Linked DNA regions of Oryctolagus cuniculus: region 1 is linked to region 2. A link is a contact called in public Micro-C data. All regions are on one chromosome and are shown on one strand. The core of a region is the stretch at or near the end of the contact, and the rest is flanking DNA. Distances in the headings are between cores, read along the strand shown.

Evidence for each region. A called contact is a pair of places that touch in the nucleus more often than the background predicts.
Region 1: a contact with region 2 is called in a Micro-C map of ear pinna, with 2.7 times the contacts expected there. The contact joins the enhancer-like site here to the promoter of ZFP36L2 in region 2. A contact is called at or near these places in 4 of 6 Hi-C or Micro-C datasets (ear pinna, liver, psoas muscle and 1 more).

The regions. Positions count from the first base shown.
Region 1 is chr2:159,553,838-159,556,713 of mOryCun1.1, forward strand. No RefSeq gene overlaps it. Among named protein-coding and RNA genes, the nearest start is that of ZFP36L2, 51 kb to the left of the region's middle. Within about 2 kb of position 1,539, at least 7 of the 8 cell types and tissues checked have an H3K27ac peak or open chromatin away from gene starts, as enhancers often do. A contact at or near this core is called in ear pinna, where this site is marked.
Region 2 is chr2:159,503,295-159,506,046 of mOryCun1.1, forward strand. It overlaps ZFP36L2 (ZFP36 ring finger protein like 2), which reads left to right and starts at 1,336. Exons shown (of 2, transcript XM_008254731.4): 1 at 1,336-1,671; 2 at 2,190-2,752. The coding sequence starts at 1,621.

The sequences.
Region 1 (2,876 bases), core at 289-2,788, 51 kb after region 2:
GGGCACTGTGCTCGCTGGGGCACTGGGCTCACTGGGGTACTGTGTGCTCGCTGTCCCAGGTGGGTGAGTGCTTATGAATGGGCAGTGCTGGGGGGAGGCAGCACCTCCTGGGTCTGGGACCACCCCCCGGAACCCACAGCCAACCCTGGAGCTGCCTCCCTCCTGGCAGTGCAGGCACCCACTGGTCACGTGTGGGGAGGGGGTCCTAATGGTTTTGCCCCCAGGGACCCCCTGGTCATGGAGTTAATCCTGGGGAAGGCAGCTATGTGTGCAAGGCTCAGAATCCCCCAAGTGTGCCTTCTCTGCATGGTGCATGCCGGGTGGGGGGGACTGTGCCAGCCCCACACCCTGGGGCACGAGTGGCCAAGCCTCATCTCCCTGAGGGGCTCCAGGAGGCAGTGGTGCCTGGGTGAGGCCTGCAGAGAAGAGAGAAAGAGGACAGAGCCCATTGTCCCTTGTCACCCACCCTACGACCTCAGGAGTGCTGGGTCCCAAATTGAGCGCCCAGGGACAGCCTGCCTGTCCCTTCCATGGAGCCCAACCCATGTTAGCCTGGGGTTTTAGTCTCACGGAGGCCTCTACTGCTCTGCCTAAGGCAAGTGGGTGGAAAAGTCCCATGTCCCACAGACAAACCCTCCCGCCTGTCACAGGGCCTCAAGCCCCTCTCCTCCCCTGGCCTGTGCTCTCTGTGTGTGCATGCGTGTGTGTTCAAGCTGGTTTTTTTCTCCCCCATTTAACCAACAGGTGCAGGCCTGTGCTGGCTGCCTGTCAGCGCCCCCTATAGATGGACCGAGGAGCTGCAGCCCCTGAACCCAAGGAGCCCCTGCTGCCCGGTTTCCTTGGGAGCAGGGGAAGTAAGGAGGAAAGGAGCACACCCCACTACTCCAGGCTCACCTGCGTGCAGGGAGCACCTCCTTGTAGAGATCCCGTGGCATGTGGACCGCTGGGGGGGGGGAGCAGCCAGGCCCCCCAGGAAATCTGATGAGCTTCCCCATCCCCTGGAGACCCCCCAGGAATGTCACACTGCCCCCCAACCACAGCCACCAACACTTGCTCTCTTGGGTTGATCTCTGACCCTGTGGCCTGGCCAAGGGAAATGGAATGAGGGTGTGACTAAGCCACCCTCCTCCCCCCCCCCCCCCCCCCCCGGCACACAGACATACTTCCTGCATGCCCAGTACCTCCCTTCTCCCACCAGATACCCACACAGGCACACCTTGGGCGCAAAATGCCACCCCCGCCCATAGCACAGACACAACACGTGCTTCTGCGCCCACTTCCCGGGCCCCCAGCCACAGCCTTGTGCTCGCACACCCAAAGATGCCGTGTGAGCTCAACTAGCTCAGACATTCAGAGGCACCTGTGGGCCCCAGGCACCCACGCCATGGGCAGCCCCCGCCTGGCCCCTCACCAGCCCTGGTGTCGCTGGAGCACTTAGTTCTAGCTTGTGCATTTTGAAAAGCAGTCGTGTGTGTCTGTGAGAGACCCAGAGAGAATGGGCAGGGTGTTGGCCAGCCTGCCGAGAGGAGGAGGAAGGAAAAGCCGTGACTCACATCCAGCTGAACAATGCCCCGTCTCAGCGCTCAGGCTCGGGGGAAGGGCCCGTTTGTCAACACAGCCGAGGCCTGCCCGTGGGACAGTCAGGTGAGGTCCTGTCCCCAGGCCTCTCAGGGAGGGGAGGGGGCGCCCTGTCTGGAGACCGCTGCCGTCCGCTGTCTGCACGTTGGAGGGTGCGCACCGCCTCCCGCGTTTCCCAACACCGGCCTGTCCCTGGGCACTCCGCTCCAGTGGCACTTCCCACCAGTGTCCTCTGTGGCTCACCCCCCACCTCGGATGGTGGGTGCGCCTCCCAGCTGTACCGCGTGCAGCTTGCAGCCTCCCTTCCAGCGCCCCCTGCCTGCAGAGCCCCTTTGCTCCCCTCTCCCGCACTTCAGGCTCCGCCCCTTCCCTGCCGGCCTCCTGGCCCTCAGCCCTTCCTGCCCCAAAGCACAGTTCCTTTTCCTTGTTCTCTGGGGAGTGAGCCACCCCTCCTCCCACTTCTAGCAGGAGCCCCGGAAGAGCAGGCCCCAGAATTTCCTCCCATCAGGGAGCCCAGCGTGGCTGACCTGGAAGGCAGCAAGCACCCAGTCTGGTCTTGAGGGATGGACAGGAAGGGACTGAGGAGGACTGACAGGGCGTCTGAGCTCTCCTTGGTCTTCTGCCCAGTAGGCACCTGCTGCCTTGGGACTGACTCCCCTGGGCTGGGCCCCGCCCATCCTGCTGCACCTGCGGGGGCCCAGGCATCAGGCATCCAGCATTTCTCACCAGGCCCCCCCAACCCCTTACACCAAAGCCCCTCCCCCAAACAGCAGCCGAAGGGCCCCAGCCACAACCAGCAGGGTCGGGCCTTGCCTGCTGCCCACCTGCTTGGTGCCAGGCCTCTGCCAGCTTTTCCCGTGAGCTCACTCATGCCCACAGGAGCTCTAAGATGTGGGGCTCCCAATAGCCTCATTTACAGCTGGCAGGCCGCAGAGCCCCCGAGAGAGCCTGGGCCCCTCCCACTATAGCCACTGCCCCTCTGCAACCCCTGTCTCTGTTCCTAATTTGCCCTCTGACCATAACCTTCTTTGAAAAAATATCATATGGGCCGGTGCCACAGCTCAATAGGCTAATCCTCCACCTGCGGTGCCAGCACCCCAGGTTCTAGTCCTGGTCAGGGCGCCGGATTCTGTGCCGGTTGCTCCTCTTCCTGTCCAGCTCTCTGCTGTGGCCGGGGAAGGCAGTGGAGGATGGCCCAAGTGCTTGGGCCCTGCACCCCATGGGAGACCAGGAGAAACACCTGCCTCCTAGCTTCGGATCAGTGCGGTGTGCTGGCTGCAGCGCACCGGCTGCAAGCG
Region 2 (2,752 bases), core at 86-2,585:
GATCACCAAAAGGAACGAACTTAGTGCGGACACAGCAAGTGGGGAGATCCACTCGGGGAGGGGTGGGGGCCAGGTAAACTTCCTTCCCTGAGCGCCCTGGACCTTCCAGCTAAGCGCGGCTGGGGTGCAGGCTGCCAGGTGGACGACAGCGCGGGCCTGGCCCCAGCTTTTTGGCAGCCAGTGCAGACTGAGCGAGAAGGTGCTTTCAGTGGCTTTCGCCTCTCGGCGCTGCGGGCGGGTGTCTGCCCCGTACCCAAACAGGGACGGCGCACCCTTCGGCAAACCGCATTTCTCAGTGCAAACTGTTGGGGCGTGGAGCTGAAGAGCGAAGGGGGTGCCCCACCGGGGCCGCAGGTCTGGCTCGGCCGGGGATGGGAAGTGGCCTGGAGCGCGCGACAGGCCCAGACTGCGCTGGGCGCGGACCCTCGGCGGCCGCGGCACCCCCAACGCCCCGGGAGGCCGGCGGGAAGCTACCTCCGCGCCTGCACGGCTCACCCAGCTTCTCCCCGCGTCCTCCGAGTCCGCTCCCCCGCCCGGGACGCCCCGCGCCACTCCACGCCTTTGGCCCCGGCTCAAGGTCTTGTGATGTGATTAGCAAAGCCAGCGCCTTGTCCTCAGACACTCAGCCCTGCCCGGCAGGCCCCGGCGCTCCAGCCCTGTTTACTGAGCCTGGGCGGGGAGAGGGGCGGAGAAACCAGCTCGGGAGCCTCCGGGCAAGACGGCGGCCGGCCGCCCGCGTGGCCGCTGCCGCCCCCACCCCCAACGCGTCGCTCCACGTGCAGCCCGGCCGGAGCCCCCGCCCTCCGTCCTGAGCACCCTTTGCAAACCAGACGGGCCTCGCGGACGGTTGGCAAGATTCGCGCATTTTGCAATTCCCGCGCCCAACACAAAACCCAGAGTAGCAGATAATAACTTGGCAAATCCGCCTCGCAGGAGCGGGCGGGGACAGACCCGTCCAGGACTGCAGAGCCCTGATCACGTTACACGTGCTGGGGCTTTCCACCACGGCAGCCCCAGCAGAGGGCGAGAGCCGCGTCCGCCGGCCGCCACCCACCCAGCAGCACCCAGCCCGGCCGAGCTCTCCGTGCCGCCCCGGGCGCCCCGGCGGCCGGCCCCGCCCCGAAGTCTCCCCGCTCCCTCCCCCCTCCGGAGGAAAAAAATTGGCGGCGGCCAATGGGAAGCCGGGAAGGCGCCTGACGTCCGCGAGCCGGCGGGCGGCGTTGCCTGGAGACCCCGGCGGGGTCAGCGCGGTGTCCCCGCCCCCCGCGCGCCCGCCCCGCCGCGGCCGGGCGCGCGGGCTCTATATAGGGCGCGCGCTCGCGGGCCGCCGAGTTCCAGCAGTCCGCGAGCTGCCGTCGGCTCCGCGCGGGGGGCGGGCCGGCACCCCGGGGCGCGGAGGAGCGCGCTCTGCTTCCCTCTCCTCTTCCCCCCCGCCCCGCTCCGCACTCCAGGGCAGCCCCTGCCCGGTCCGCGCCGCTTCTCCGCTCGCCCCGCGGCAAACTTTCGGCCCCTGCCCGCCCCTCGCCCGTTATTCGTCGTGGCTCGAGGCCGGCCGCGCCGCCCCGAGGGCTCCTCCCGACCTCCCCGCCTGCGGCTCCGACCATTACGGGACCCAGAAACATGTCGACCACACTTCTGTCCGCCTTCTACGACATCGACTTCTTGTGCAAGGTACGCGGGGCAGCAGGGAGGGAGAGGCGGGCGCGCGGGCCAGCGGAGGCCCCGGGCCGTCTCGGACGTGGCGCGTCTGCCGCCCCCGCGTCGGGGCGACCCCTCCGCGCCGTGACTTTCCCGGCGGGGAAGAGTCCCGCCGCTTGCAGCCGGGTGTGCTCGAGCCTTGTGGGCGGGGAGGAGCCGGCGGCGGCCACGCTGCCCGGGGCTTCCCGGACGGTGTTTGCGCCGCCCACCCGGCGGCCCGCGGGCTGCAGATCACATGTCGGAGCCCAGCGCGGCCAGGCTGGGCGGCCTCCGCCCTCGCCGGCCTTGCTCGCAAACTTGCTGCTCTTTTGCGCGTGTGTACGGGTGGAGGAGGGCGGAGGCCGAGGCGAAGCCTGCAAAAAAAAAAAAAAAAAAAAAATGGGGCGAAAAGGAGCTGGGAAAGAAGAAGCCAGAGGTTGGGGCTGACTGTGCAGCTAGCCTCCCCGTCCGTCTTTTCATCCCTTCCCCGCTCGCTCTCCCCTCCCCGGCAGACGGAGAAATCCCTGGCCAACCTCAATCTGAACAACATGCTGGACAAGAAGGCGGTGGGGACGCCCGTGGCCGCCGCCCCCACCTCGGGCTTCGCGCCGGGCTTCCTCCGACGGCACTCGGCCAGCAACCTGCACGCCCTGGCGCACCCCGCGCCGAGTCCCGGCAGCTGCTCGCCCAAGTTCCCGGGCGCCGCTAACGGCGGCAGCGCGGCGGCCGGTGGCCCGGCCTCCTATGGCACCCTCAAGGAGCCGTCGGGGGGCGGCGGCGGCGGCACGGCCCTGCTCAACAAGGAGAACAAATTCCGGGACCGCTCGTTCAGCGAGAACGGCGAGCGCAGCCAGCACCTCCTGCACCTGCAGCAGCAGCAGCAGCAGCAGCAACAACAGAAGGGAGCCGGCGGCTCCCAGATCAACTCGACCCGCTACAAGACCGAGCTGTGCCGGCCCTTCGAGGAGAGCGGCACGTGCAAGTACGGCGAGAAGTGCCAGTTCGCGCACGGCTTCCACGAGCTGCGCAGCCTGACGCGGCACCCCAAGTACAAGACGGAGCTGTGCCGCACCTT